Regions from separate parts of the Gossypium hirsutum genome. Here region 2 is linked to region 1. A link is a contact called in public Hi-C data. All regions are on one chromosome and are shown on one strand. Each heading gives the region's core, a stretch centred on a gene start, on an enhancer-like site or on the middle of the called end of the contact. The rest is flanking DNA. Distances are from core to core; before and after follow the strand shown. Region 1 holds the start of LOC107893639 (serine/arginine-rich splicing factor SR30). Region 2 has its middle 7.3 kb from the start of LOC121212843.

Region 1 (6,042 bases), core at 2,576-5,075:
TTACCCTCTCCAGTTTGGAAAAAAAATGTATTTTTTTACTGTAATTTGCAGGCTGGTAAAGAATAAGGGTTCGTATTCCAGAATAGGACAACGTAAGTTCTATAATGTGGAAAATTAATTACTTTGATCTCGCATTAAACAAAAATATTTTGAAGAACTCTGTTTTTTTTATGGGTGTCCAAAATTCTCAGGCACAAGTTGATACCAAGAAGAATGGTGATTAAAAAACATAAGACTCCATAATCCAATTATTTTGATAGAAGATAATCCAAATATTTGATTAAACAAAGAAAGGTGTAATTCGGGAAACTACGTGAAGAATAAATGGAAAAAGAGTAGACAAGAAAATATTACAAATGAAGTAGTCTGAAACTGTGGCTCACAATAAACAAACCAAGGAATGGATTACAATAGGGAGCTGAATCACCCCTTTAGGACACTTAAATGATTTTGAAAGCAGTAGCACAAAATTTGATGAGGGAGCAACCATCCAGAACCATTTTACAAACACACTTAGGTACTTGTAAGGAATGTTTTGCTTCAGCTAGAGCTTGACAAACAGTGTGATACTTGTAAAAACTAGTAGAACGGTGTTAAGCCCTTCTATCTCTAAAATATAACTAAAGTTCACACCTTTTTCTGCCAAGCCGAAAGCTGACATCCAACCGAACTACAAGTAAAAGGTAAAAGGTTTCACATCACACAAAGACCATGAAAAATACAGGTCAAGACTCTTCAAGAAAAGGAACACAATATCAATCAAGTATTTTAATCGAAGTAAAAAAGACAGAAAAAGTGAGCAGCAGCATTAAATCCCACCATGCAAGTTATTTCGCTTCTAGAAGAATAGAAAGACTTGGGTATTAAGTTCATACAAAATGAGAATATTTAAGTTCATAGAATATTGAAAACGAGAATGTCACCAAGTTCACTTATAAAGTTTACAAATGCAGAATTGCAGTAAAATAAAAAGCTTCAACAACATAAAAAGGAAGAAGTAAAAAATTAAACTTACGCCATACCTCGAATAGGAGCGGGCAGGTGACACTGAATGGGAACGAGGTGAGACAGACCTTGATACCGTTAGAGATCGACGCAAGTATTTGGCCCTTGGAGACTTGCTGTAAAATAGGTTAAATTAAGGGTAACTTCAATGGGATGAAAAGTAAATATTCTAGCAGATATTTTCACGAAGGGAGACTCACCTCCTGCTCCTGCTCCTGCTCCTATAACTATAACTGCGACTAGGGCTTCGACTATATGGGCTACGACTAGGACTTCTAGAGTAGCTGCGCTTAGAATCATATCTTGAATCATACTCCTTCACCTGAAAAAAAATAAAATTAGATACGCTATCAAGTAATGTCGCAGAAGCATAGATCTAAGACTTAAAATGCATCCAAACATACCCGTATGTAAGCCCGGCTAAATGCATTTCGAAACTCAGAGTCATCAAGCTTCCTTATCTGCCAAGTCAAGATAGCTAATTAGAGGAAGTATAGCCTTTTAGGTTAAAGTATACACAAATACCAACTCCATGTAAACAAGTTAAAACTTAAAAAGTCCACAAAGTTAAAGAACAGTGGCTTACAGCATATTTCATATCATCATAGTTCGTGTAATCTACAATCCCTGTCATGCCTGCAAAGAAAACGCAATAACATTAATATAAAAGTCAAATAATTTTTTCCTCAAGATAACTGTCAAACAAATGTAAACAAGAAGCAAATCATGTGCAGGAGCAAACTTGCAATGCATCATGTTGATAAGCAATACATAAATCCCAGAGGAATCTAAGCTATTTCATCCTATGGTTATGGAATGAAGTCCTTATGCGTTAAGGAGCATGATAAGGATTCTAACCTCCACGATCACGAAACACTTGAGAGAAACAGACATCCCCAGCTTTTCGCATGTGATCCTGGTCATAAAACAAAAAATCATTTAAAACGGAAAACACACTTTTATGCATTTCAAAAACCTTGATGCATAGACCATGTCACAACTTCAACTAATTTAATAATTAGTATTTATCATCGTTTTCCATATACTTACACATATGTAGATCAAAGCCATGAAAAAAGGCAACAATCAAGGAAAAATTACATGCATAGAAAAGGAATTGAGTAGTAAAGAACAAGCAATAGTTATAACACTCACCTTTAGGTCTTGCCATGAAGCAGAAGAAGGTAAACCAGTCACCAAAACTGCATATAAAGGGATTATGAGGTTAGAACACAGCAGCAGTTTGCCAAACTACAAAGATGATTTGGAAAACTATACATACCACGATAGTCAGAGCGCCTGGAAGGCCCACGGCTACTGCTACCACTGTAACTACTATAACGATCCACAGATGAAGAAGGTCTTCGCCCACCATGAGCAAGTTCAACCTAAAAATAAAGAATCATAACCATTATCAGGCAGGCAGAAAGCTATAAAACTAATATATATGAACTAAACAAGATTAGCTACAAACCCTTAGACGATTCCCATCAAAGTTATAACCATCTCGACCACGAATTGCATCTTCAGCATCACGAGGATCCTCAAACTGCAATATGCAATTGTTAGATTACTGAAACCTAAAAACTGATTTCCTATTATTCTTTGCCTCAAATCACAAAATATTAAAACTCACCTCAACAAATGCATAACCAGGGGGCCTTGGTGGGATCTTCAAGTCAATATCAACAATGGGTCCATACTGCAATATAAAAACATAAAATACTAAGCAAGCGGCAAACCTCCAAAACAAGATAAAGCAATGCGTTAAACAGTAATTTGGAAACCCAAAATTGATTAATCCAACAAAATTATTTCTTCCTCTTTTTTCTTTTCTTTTTTTTTTTTTCACACAGCTAGTTATGCCATATCTCCACTACCCAAAGTTAAAACTATAAAAATAGGTCACATTAGAGCAACTTTTGAAACTATTTAGTAAAATACTGCAAGAATGAACATAGATGATGATTTAAGAATAACAAGGGAAAAGAAAACCTTGTAAAATAAATCTTCAACTTCCCTCATACGAGTATCCCCAGGCAGATTGCCCACATAGAGCGTGCGGCTTGAACGGCCCATTTTTCCCTGAAACAATACCCAATCTTAATCTAGAAATACAAAAAAGGCAAGTAACAAAAAAAAATGGCGGTTTCAGTGATAAACAGGTTCATCCAAGACATAGGAAAATTTCGAAGAAAATTTGAAGAACAGAGAATACAGAGAAAAGGTCGGGTTGTAGGGATTTAGATGATAGATAATTCTGGAAGGTTATAGAAGAAGGGCTTCGTGGGTGGCTTTGAAACGATGAAAATTAAAAAAGACAAAACATGAATCTTTTCAACTTAACCCTATGCAATGGTTTGTCACGTGTTGGTGTTTGATTTCTTTCTTTTTTGAAATTTCCAGTTGAAGCTGCTTTACGGTTTTACCCCCTCCTTCCTGGAAGTATCAGACGTGTTTTGAGCCTGTTGTGATTATTTTGCTATACGGAAATTTGGTTTGTAAGTTTAAAATATGTAATAAAATGGATCATTTTCTTCTAAAATCACTTTTGTATTAGATTTTTTTAGTGGCTTATATCAAATTTGAAGAAGTAAAAAGTTTGTATACAAGAAATAAGGACATCTTCAAGAAAATGGAGTACAGAATGAGTTTTATGGTTGCTTCATGGAAGCGTTTGAGTTGTTGACATTATGAGAATTCTTAAGTAGGAGCAGTTGTGGTCTGGAGAAAGATTGTTTATTTAGAAATCTTTGAGGAGGATTGGAATACATAAGCATGAATCTTTATTCAAGGAGGCTACTAATGGAGTGACTAGCGAAATATGCTTCAAAACTCAAAATATCTTTCCCTTTTTATCTTTTATTATGTACAAAAAAAATCCCGTTATTATGAGAATTATCAAGACAAAAACGAATATTTGGTTACCATAACTAATTAAACCTTGGGTTAATACTTTTTTTGCTCATCATATATTAGCAAAATTTAATTTGATTTTTGAATACTAATTTAAAACCTACTTTATTGGCTAACTACAACTCTTGCTATCACCCAACCTTGTTAAGAACATAAGTCAAGTAAAAGAATAGTTGTAATCGCTCAAGTCGATGGATTTTTTTATATATAATACACTTAACTCATCAACCTTTGACATCTCTATGTCAACTGACCTAATCAAATCCACTTATTATTGATTGGTTCAATTGGTTAAGTTAATTAACTCAATTTTTTGGATTGGATGGGGTAGATTATTTGGAATTAGGTTATTCAATTATTAGGTTGGATTCAATTTAAATTATATATTTGTCGATTAAATCTTAGTTCGATTGTCATGGACATTATTGTCAATACAGGTGGATGTGGATTCGAGTACGCTGACGCGCATTATCCTCCTATTTGTGGGTTGAGGAGAGACTATGGATAGTTCTAGGCATTGTGTTAAAAAGAGTAGATATGATCAAAACCTATAATGAGATTGTTAAAAAAATTAAATTATAGACTTATATATAATATTATAAATATATTTACAATAAATAAAAATAATGTAACACCCTAATTTTGGGCCTAGTCGGAACCATTAATCCGAAGTCGGAGAAATTATTTTTTATTTTATGTGTTATAGCATGATTATATGAGTGTATGGAAATTTTGGTGAATTAATTTTAGCTATTTTGTGCTTAATTGCGAAAAAGGACTAAATCGCATAAAGTGCGAAAGATTTGTTCTACAAGCTAATGTTGTTAAATAGCTATAAACACTAAATTAGAGGTCCTTAGTGAGCAAATAGATCAATAAAAATTAGTGGCTGAACATGGAGACAAAGAAATTGAAAAGTCAAAATTTGGTGGGCATTAGGTGACTTATTTAGTAATAAAATAAAACAAAAAGGAAAAATGTTGTCATCTTTTCATCTTTCTTCTTCATCCACCGAAAATGGCTGCAAACATAGGGCTTTTGAGAGCCCAAACTTTCGGCCACTTAGTTCTCTTGCAAGTAAGTGTTTTTGAAGGTCTTTCTTGATAATTTTTGTATCTTTATGACCCTTGTAGCTTAAGCTAACTAATGGAGGGACTAGTTTATAAAATGGTTGAGAGTCTAGGGTTTTGCCACGTGAATACTCATTTTTTTTGTTGAATTTTTATGAAAGAAAATGAATCTTGGTTGTTTAATTAACAACTTTTGTGAAAGGATTTTTTTCATGAAACCACCTAAAATGGACCTTTTTGTAAAGGTTATAAAATAGGTGATAAATGTGTGGAAAAATTGAAATTGAGAGTTTCTATAAGCTTAAATCAGTTTCAGCTAGGCTTGGTTAATGAGGAAATTCGATGAAAATCGTTTTACGGGCCTAGGGGCAAAATCATAATTTTGTGAAAGCTTAGGGGCAAAACTGTAAATTTGCCAAAGTATGTTTTATGGGCAGCTAGCAATAATTATAAAAATTCGGCTAAGCTTGGGTTGTGTTTAATTTCATGAATTTTGCACTTTTATGTGATAGGTACTAAATTGCAAGAATGTGAAACATTAGGGGCAAAAGTGTAAAGTTGTCCTAATGTGAATTTTTGGACTAAATTGTATAAATTGATGACTAAATAAGTAAAATTTGTTATTTTATAGATTGGGAGAGACGATATCTGGACAAAGAACGAGGGAAAACAAAGTGTTGGGTTAGTCGACTTAATTAATTATTTCAGCGAACGAGGTATGTTTATATGGTTAGTTGACAATGATCAATTATTAAATTAGAAATGATATAATGTATTATTATTACGTACAATTGTTATCAAATCATGATAATATGAGATTGAATTGAAAGATCAATTTAAGAAAAATGCAGGGTCGAGTACAATCAGACTAAGACTCGTGATGAATTGACGGAAAAAACCATGGTTGGACCATGGCGATATGAGAGCCGTGTAAGACCATGTCTGGGACATGGCATCGGTCTCGGTATGTGTCAATGTAATACCATGTCTAGGACATGGCATCATCACCGGTATATGCGAGCCAGTGTAAGACCATGTTTGGAACATGGCA
Region 2 (6,042 bases), core at 1,271-3,770, 39 kb after region 1:
AATTTAAAAATTAATTTTTTTTTTTACTTTTTGTATTTTAAAAATTTCTAGCTTGATAACCGATACTAATAATATTTTCAATCAATTATCATGTATGTTGACTGAGTAATGATTTGTATTTTGAAGTTACTTTTATGATTGCATGAGTTTATTCATGGAAAATTTGTTCCAGAAAGAAATATGACTTCTTAACTTGTTCCAGTCCGGATGAGAGCAAACCAAAATCTGGAATGAATGTGGAGTAATTTAAATAAAAAAACGTTGAAGGGCTTTTGAAATGCAATACAAAATAGAAATGGGGAAGGAGGATAGATGGAGGGATGTTCAATCATTGCAGCACTGCTTTCAAATCAAAATGGTTACTTTCTGTGTTGGTAAAACATTTATAAGACAATGGAAATGGTCAGATATGAAAACTACCAGAAACCATATCTATCTATGCCCCTGCCTAGGGACTAATACCCCCTCTCACATTGTTTCAGGTGATAAAGAAAAAACCTCCCCCCCTCTCTCTCTCTCTCTCTCTCTCTCTCTCTCTCTCTCTCTCTATCTTTAATAAAAAACTTGGGTCCAACACGCAACCCCCGACGTGCATTTTCTTACACTCTTCTGCACCCGCCTGTGTTTGCCCTTTGCCATTTGCCAACCCCCTTTTCTTTATTTCCGATCTTAATAACAAATAACAAAATTTTCACTTTTTTGCATGTTGGGGTTCTTGTTTCCATCTCTGTCAAAATCTAAACATGCTTGAGGGTATTGAACAACAAGAATAAAAGACTAATATTGTAATACCATATTAGAACTATCCAACAAGACACGTTAAGTGACTGAAAATGAAAAAGAGGGAGAGAAAAAGGACCATTCTCTCTTCTAACAATGCTTTAACAATGCTAAAAGCAGCAAATTAAACTCGAGTTTGACAGGAGTTAAATAAAAGACAGTCAAGATATGTTTTTTTTTTTTTTACCACAGATGTGAAAACCCAAGTTCAGGCTAACAAGTTATCTGATGATGAGATCAAGAATTTTAAAGTTTCAATATAAATTTGGGATGGGTATTGGCGGCAGAAAGCACTTAAAAAACCAGTTAAGTCAAATTCAAGGTCGTATCAGTTAAAATGAATGAAGATTTAGAAATTTCAACAAGGAAGAGGACCCCACATCTTTGTTAAATTAAGTGTGTGGTTTTTATAATTATCATCTCGAAAGTTTCATAATATCAATTAGATTAAAACATCTCTGAATTTCATAATTACAAACCAGATAGATAGATACATGAAAACTTAGACCCCAGAGCTCTGTCTTTAAAGAATGCCCACTTCTAGACTCAATCTCTATTACTCTCTTCTTTTTTTTCTCTCTCTCTCTCTTCGGAAAAACTTGTATATAAATAAATGTCACTTCCTTTGCTTTCTGCACTCAACTCATGAACTTGAAAAGCTTTACTTGGATGGGTTGGTTGGGGGTGAGTATCTCTTGTTGGAGAAGCAGGGCACGTGCAAGTTCCTATGTTTAAGTGAACTTTGCACGTGCTCCCCTTCTCCACCGTGAGTTTCTCATTCTGATTGCTGATTGCAGTACTGAATCTGCAACTGCATCTCACCTCTTTGAAACTACAGATGTCGACCAGGACAAAAAAGGTAATCTATCATATATATGTTTATCTTTTACATTCCTCTCTTCACCTGCAATCATCAATTCTTCTTCCTTTTTTTTTTTTTGCTTTCACGCAAACAATTCAGTGTTTCCTGGCGCAAAAAATAAGCATCCAAGTTAAACATCAATTTGCAGAGAAGATATTTCTGATAACATGTAGGTTTTGCAGTTATATGTGCAGGGCCTTATATAATATATTATGAGATGAGTTCAATTTCTTACATTCACGATATCTAAGTAAGAAGTAAAACCAACAGATTTTGCAAGAAAAAGTTAGATCCATTGATTTGTTTGTCAATCTTTTTAACCAGTGAATAAATTGTTCTACAGGATACAAATGGATGCCTTATAAAATATGTTTTAACATTTCAACGAATGTAGATATACGAGTACTTGAAAAAAAAAAGAAAAGAAATGGGAATAAATTTCCAATTTTGGGTTATATTATTTGATCTAAGATGTACAGTGACAGAGGAGCACAGAAAGGAATGAGTTCTCCACTGAAAGGGGATTAATGTAATGTACTTTCCAGGAGAAAAAAAAAACAAAAAAACAAAAACAAAAGGGAAATGGTGATTTTGAAGAAGAAATGGGTCTGGGTTTTGACTAATATTATAACATGATAATGATGCACACAGATTGTACTTTGCGTGGTTGACTTGGGGCGAGAGAAGCGTACGGAGCACAAAATGAAGGTCTGAAACTGAAGAAAACACACACACGCTTGGTTCAACTGTCCCATTTGTCAAAGAAAGCCAAGCAAAGATGGTGTAATTGGCAGTCAAATGACTGGTTTTGGTAAGCAAAATGGCAGTACCTGGGCTGCTTCAATTCACTGGGCCTTAAAAACTGGGGGGATTTTTTCCTTGGTTTTGGTTAGGGCTTTTAACGAATGGGTTCGGAAAAAGAAGGGTAATTGGATAGGCCGAGTGAGTGTTGGGAATTGAAATAGATGCAGAGAATGGGAAATGAACCTTAAAATGCAAGCAATGGTGATGGAAGGATGGAGGCGTGTACTGGGACACGCAATGCACAGGTTTCGAGGCTTCTGCAAAAGACCAGACATACATTTAGACAATGATTTTGTCACATGCTAAACTCTTGACAAACATGGCAGCGAATCCTTTAAGAACTCTGAATCCTTTCTCTTTTGATTTTTTGTCCTGCAACCTATAACTTTTTTTTGTGTCTGCATGAATGCTCACACATGCAAGTTGTTTGTTCTTCAATTTAATGGACTGTCTTATTATTGTTAGTTTTTGACGATGTCATATGTCCAGATAGTTTTGTCCAAAATTTATTTGAACTTGTAAAATTATTTTGTCTTTATTGGTTTTTTTTATATAAATAAGCTTAAAATATTAATTGAAAAATTATACTCAAAAAATATTTTTGGCTGGTAATTATTCCAAAAAAGACTATCAATTCTGCAACAAAACCACTCATGCCCGGTAATGCAAGAGAAGCCATAGATAAGATACTGAACATCGTAAATATTTTGGGAATCGAAACGGCCATTCCGCCCATTTCGTCGAGATAAACAAGACGCATTCTATCATAACTCGTTCTTGCCAAGAAAAAAAGTGCAGCACCGATAAAGTCATGAGATATTATTTGTAAAATAGCTCCGTTGAGTCCCGTATCAGTTATCGAACCAATTCCTATAATTATGAAACCCATATGAGATACGGAGGAATAGGCTATTATTTTTTTTAAAATTCCGTTGACCAAGAGATGTTGAAGCTGCATAAATTATTTGCATTGTACCCACTATTATCAACCAGGGAGAAAATATGGAATGCGCCATTTTTCTTTTAAAATATATTTTTTTGTTTTTGTAAAGACGAAGAAAGAAATAATCTCTCCTATTTACTCCGTCGACGAAGAATCAAATTATCACTATATTTATTCCTTTTTCTACTTCTTCTTCCAAGTGCAGGATAACCCCAAGGGGTTGCGGGTTTTTTTCTACCAATTGGAGCCCTCCCTTCACCACCCCCATGGGGATGGTCTACAGGGTTCATAACTACTCCTCTTACTACAGGACGCTTACCTAGCCAACATTTAGATCCGGCTCTACCCAAACTTTTCTGGTTCACCCCAACATTCCCCACCTGTCCGACTGTTGCTAAGCAGTTTTTGAATATCAAACGGACGATTGTTATAGTGGAAGTTAATGTTTGCCAGTGGCATCACTTTCTTTTTTTTAATTATTATTTAATCATTAATTTTTTTAAAAAAATTGGGTGTTGTTACTATGTCAGATGATACTTAAATATTTTTTAAAATATCTATAAAAAATACGAATATTCACAATGGAGGAAAAAAGAAGGAACAAAATTTTGTTTAATAGGTAGAAAAATGTTTAATAGGTGTAACTGATCTGTCAAGTGACATTGGTTATATTTAAAAAAAATATCAGAGAAAAATAAGAAAAATAATATTTTTTATAAGTGTTGTCTGTGTCAGGCAACATCAGTGTTTTCTTATGGAATAGATAAATTTATTAGTGGTGTTGCCGACGTATCAAGCTGCACTGATGATCCTACCATGCTGTTAGGCGACACCACCCACTATATACCCCATCTTTGATGCAAAATCTAGATATGTTGAAGTGTTTGGTTTTTTGTTGAATTTTTTTCTAGAAGAAAAAAGAGGAAGAAAGATTTGTGTTTAGTACGGGAGAAAAGAAAATAAAAGAAAAAAAAATCAGTGTTCAGTACAATGGGAGAAAATAGAAAAAAATTATTTTTGTTGTTGGATGTTCGAAATTTGAGGAGAAATATTTATTTATGTTGGTGTTTTAGGAATACATTGTGATAATTTTAACATTTTAAATTCATGGTAATGCGGTGACATTAAGAGATCCATACATTTTATTTACCGTGTGGAGAGTGCACCATCACCTTAGAAGATGTCGCATTGCAACTTGGGCTCCCAATTGATGGTGGTTATGTAGTCACGGGTTCAAGTATAGTGTTCAAAGCTGCGCATGAAAAACTTCACTAGTTGACGGTGGTTATGTGATCAAATTTCATGTCACCAGAAAAGGATATTTTAAAAACTACATACATAAATTTGAGAGGGAAAAAATGAGTTTAATCAACTCATTCTTTTTCTCCATCAAAGTAGTGTCATTAACTTTATTGTCCAAAACCTGTGTCAGAGGTGGGAGCAAAAGACTGATGACAAGGGAAGTGATAGTGAAAGTGGAAACAAGCTTAAACACAACTCGGGAAGACAACGCTTTTAGTTATTAAAGTGGTGCATGAAAGAAGGGTAAAGTGATAAAAAACAATTGAAAAAAAAAATTTTAAAAAGAAGAAAATATGGGGAACCCATAACCGCTACTGTCATGTGATTATTCCAACTATAATTTGTATCATTATCATATAAGTTAAAATGATAGTGGGGATCATCATATTTTGATCCGTTATTCATGTAACTAGAATTACCAAAAATATATAAAAAAAATTTCCAGTTCACTCAAAAAAGAATGACCATTATTAAGCTCAAAAAATTTATTTTTACTATCAAAATATATGGAATAATTGGCCTGACCATCTGGTGAAATTTTTTTTACTATCACTATTACTACTATTGACTTAAAATTTTTTTAATAGGTGTAAAAAAAATTTAATAGGTGAAAAATATTTTAACGGGTATTCACGGTGAAAAAATATAGTTTAGGAAGTAAGGAGAGAGAGAGGGAAAAAAAGAAAATAGAAAAAAATAAAGAGTGGAGAGAGCCTGTGAGTAGCACCAAGCTAACATCCTGCCACCGATGTGACCGGACGGTCACGGGCTCCTCCACATCCTTTATTTTTTTTGTTAGATTCTTTTTTTTTCTTTCACTATAAAAGGAGGGTTTGGTCCCCCTACCCTATCAGCCACCACCGAAGGAGAAAAAAAAAGAGCTTGGTCTTCAATTTTTATTTATTTATTTTGTGTTTATTGTTAGAGGTTTGTTTGTGTTGGTGTAATAGGCTAATTTTGGCTTGGGCCCGAAAAAAAAATAATAACCGAATAAATAAAGTCAAAGGATGCAATCGGTCGAAAACAAGCCAAAAATGGCCAAATTGTAAGATAATCATTAAATTGGGGTCAAATCAAAAAGATGGAGAAAGCCAAGGAGTTATCAAATTTTGTTGACTTGGTAAAAAGCCAAAAATAGGAATATATTATTTTATTTTTATTTTTTTATTAAATTAATTAGGCTATTTTTAGTAAACCCCATGTATATAAACAGGGATATTTTGTTCTTTGGGAAAAAATGACTTTTGTATTCCTACTTCAATTTGGAATTGAATTATTCTCTCTTTTCCTATTTCTATTGGAATTGAATTATTTTCTTTTCTCTTTCAATTTGACGTGGGATTTTTTTCCA

Evidence for each region. Hi-C and Micro-C count contacts between places; a contact is called where the count stands out from the background.
Region 2: a contact with region 1 is called in a Hi-C map of fibers, with 2.2 times the contacts expected there. The contact joins the enhancer-like site here to the promoter of LOC107893639 in region 1. A contact is called at or near these places in 6 of 34 Hi-C or Micro-C datasets (anther, fibers, leaf and 1 more).

Annotation. Positions count from the first base shown.
Region 1 is chrA13:77,317,011-77,323,052 of Gossypium_hirsutum_v2.1, forward strand. It overlaps LOC107893639 (serine/arginine-rich splicing factor SR30), which reads right to left and starts at 3,826. Exons shown (of 15, transcript XM_041085012.1): 1 at 3,001-3,826; 2 at 2,642-2,707; 3 at 2,480-2,554; 4 at 2,288-2,393; 5 at 2,161-2,207; 6 at 1,864-1,921; 7 at 1,592-1,641; 8 at 1,410-1,466; 9 at 1,206-1,327; 10 at 1,023-1,121; 11 at 634-670. The coding sequence starts at 3,084.
Region 2 is chrA13:77,357,196-77,363,237 of Gossypium_hirsutum_v2.1, forward strand. No RefSeq gene overlaps it. Among protein-coding and RNA genes, the nearest start is that of LOC121212843, 7.3 kb to the right of the region's middle. Within about 2 kb of position 2,521, at least 2 of the 9 cell types and tissues checked have an H3K27ac peak or open chromatin away from gene starts, as enhancers often do. A contact at or near this core is called in fibers and leaf, where this site is marked.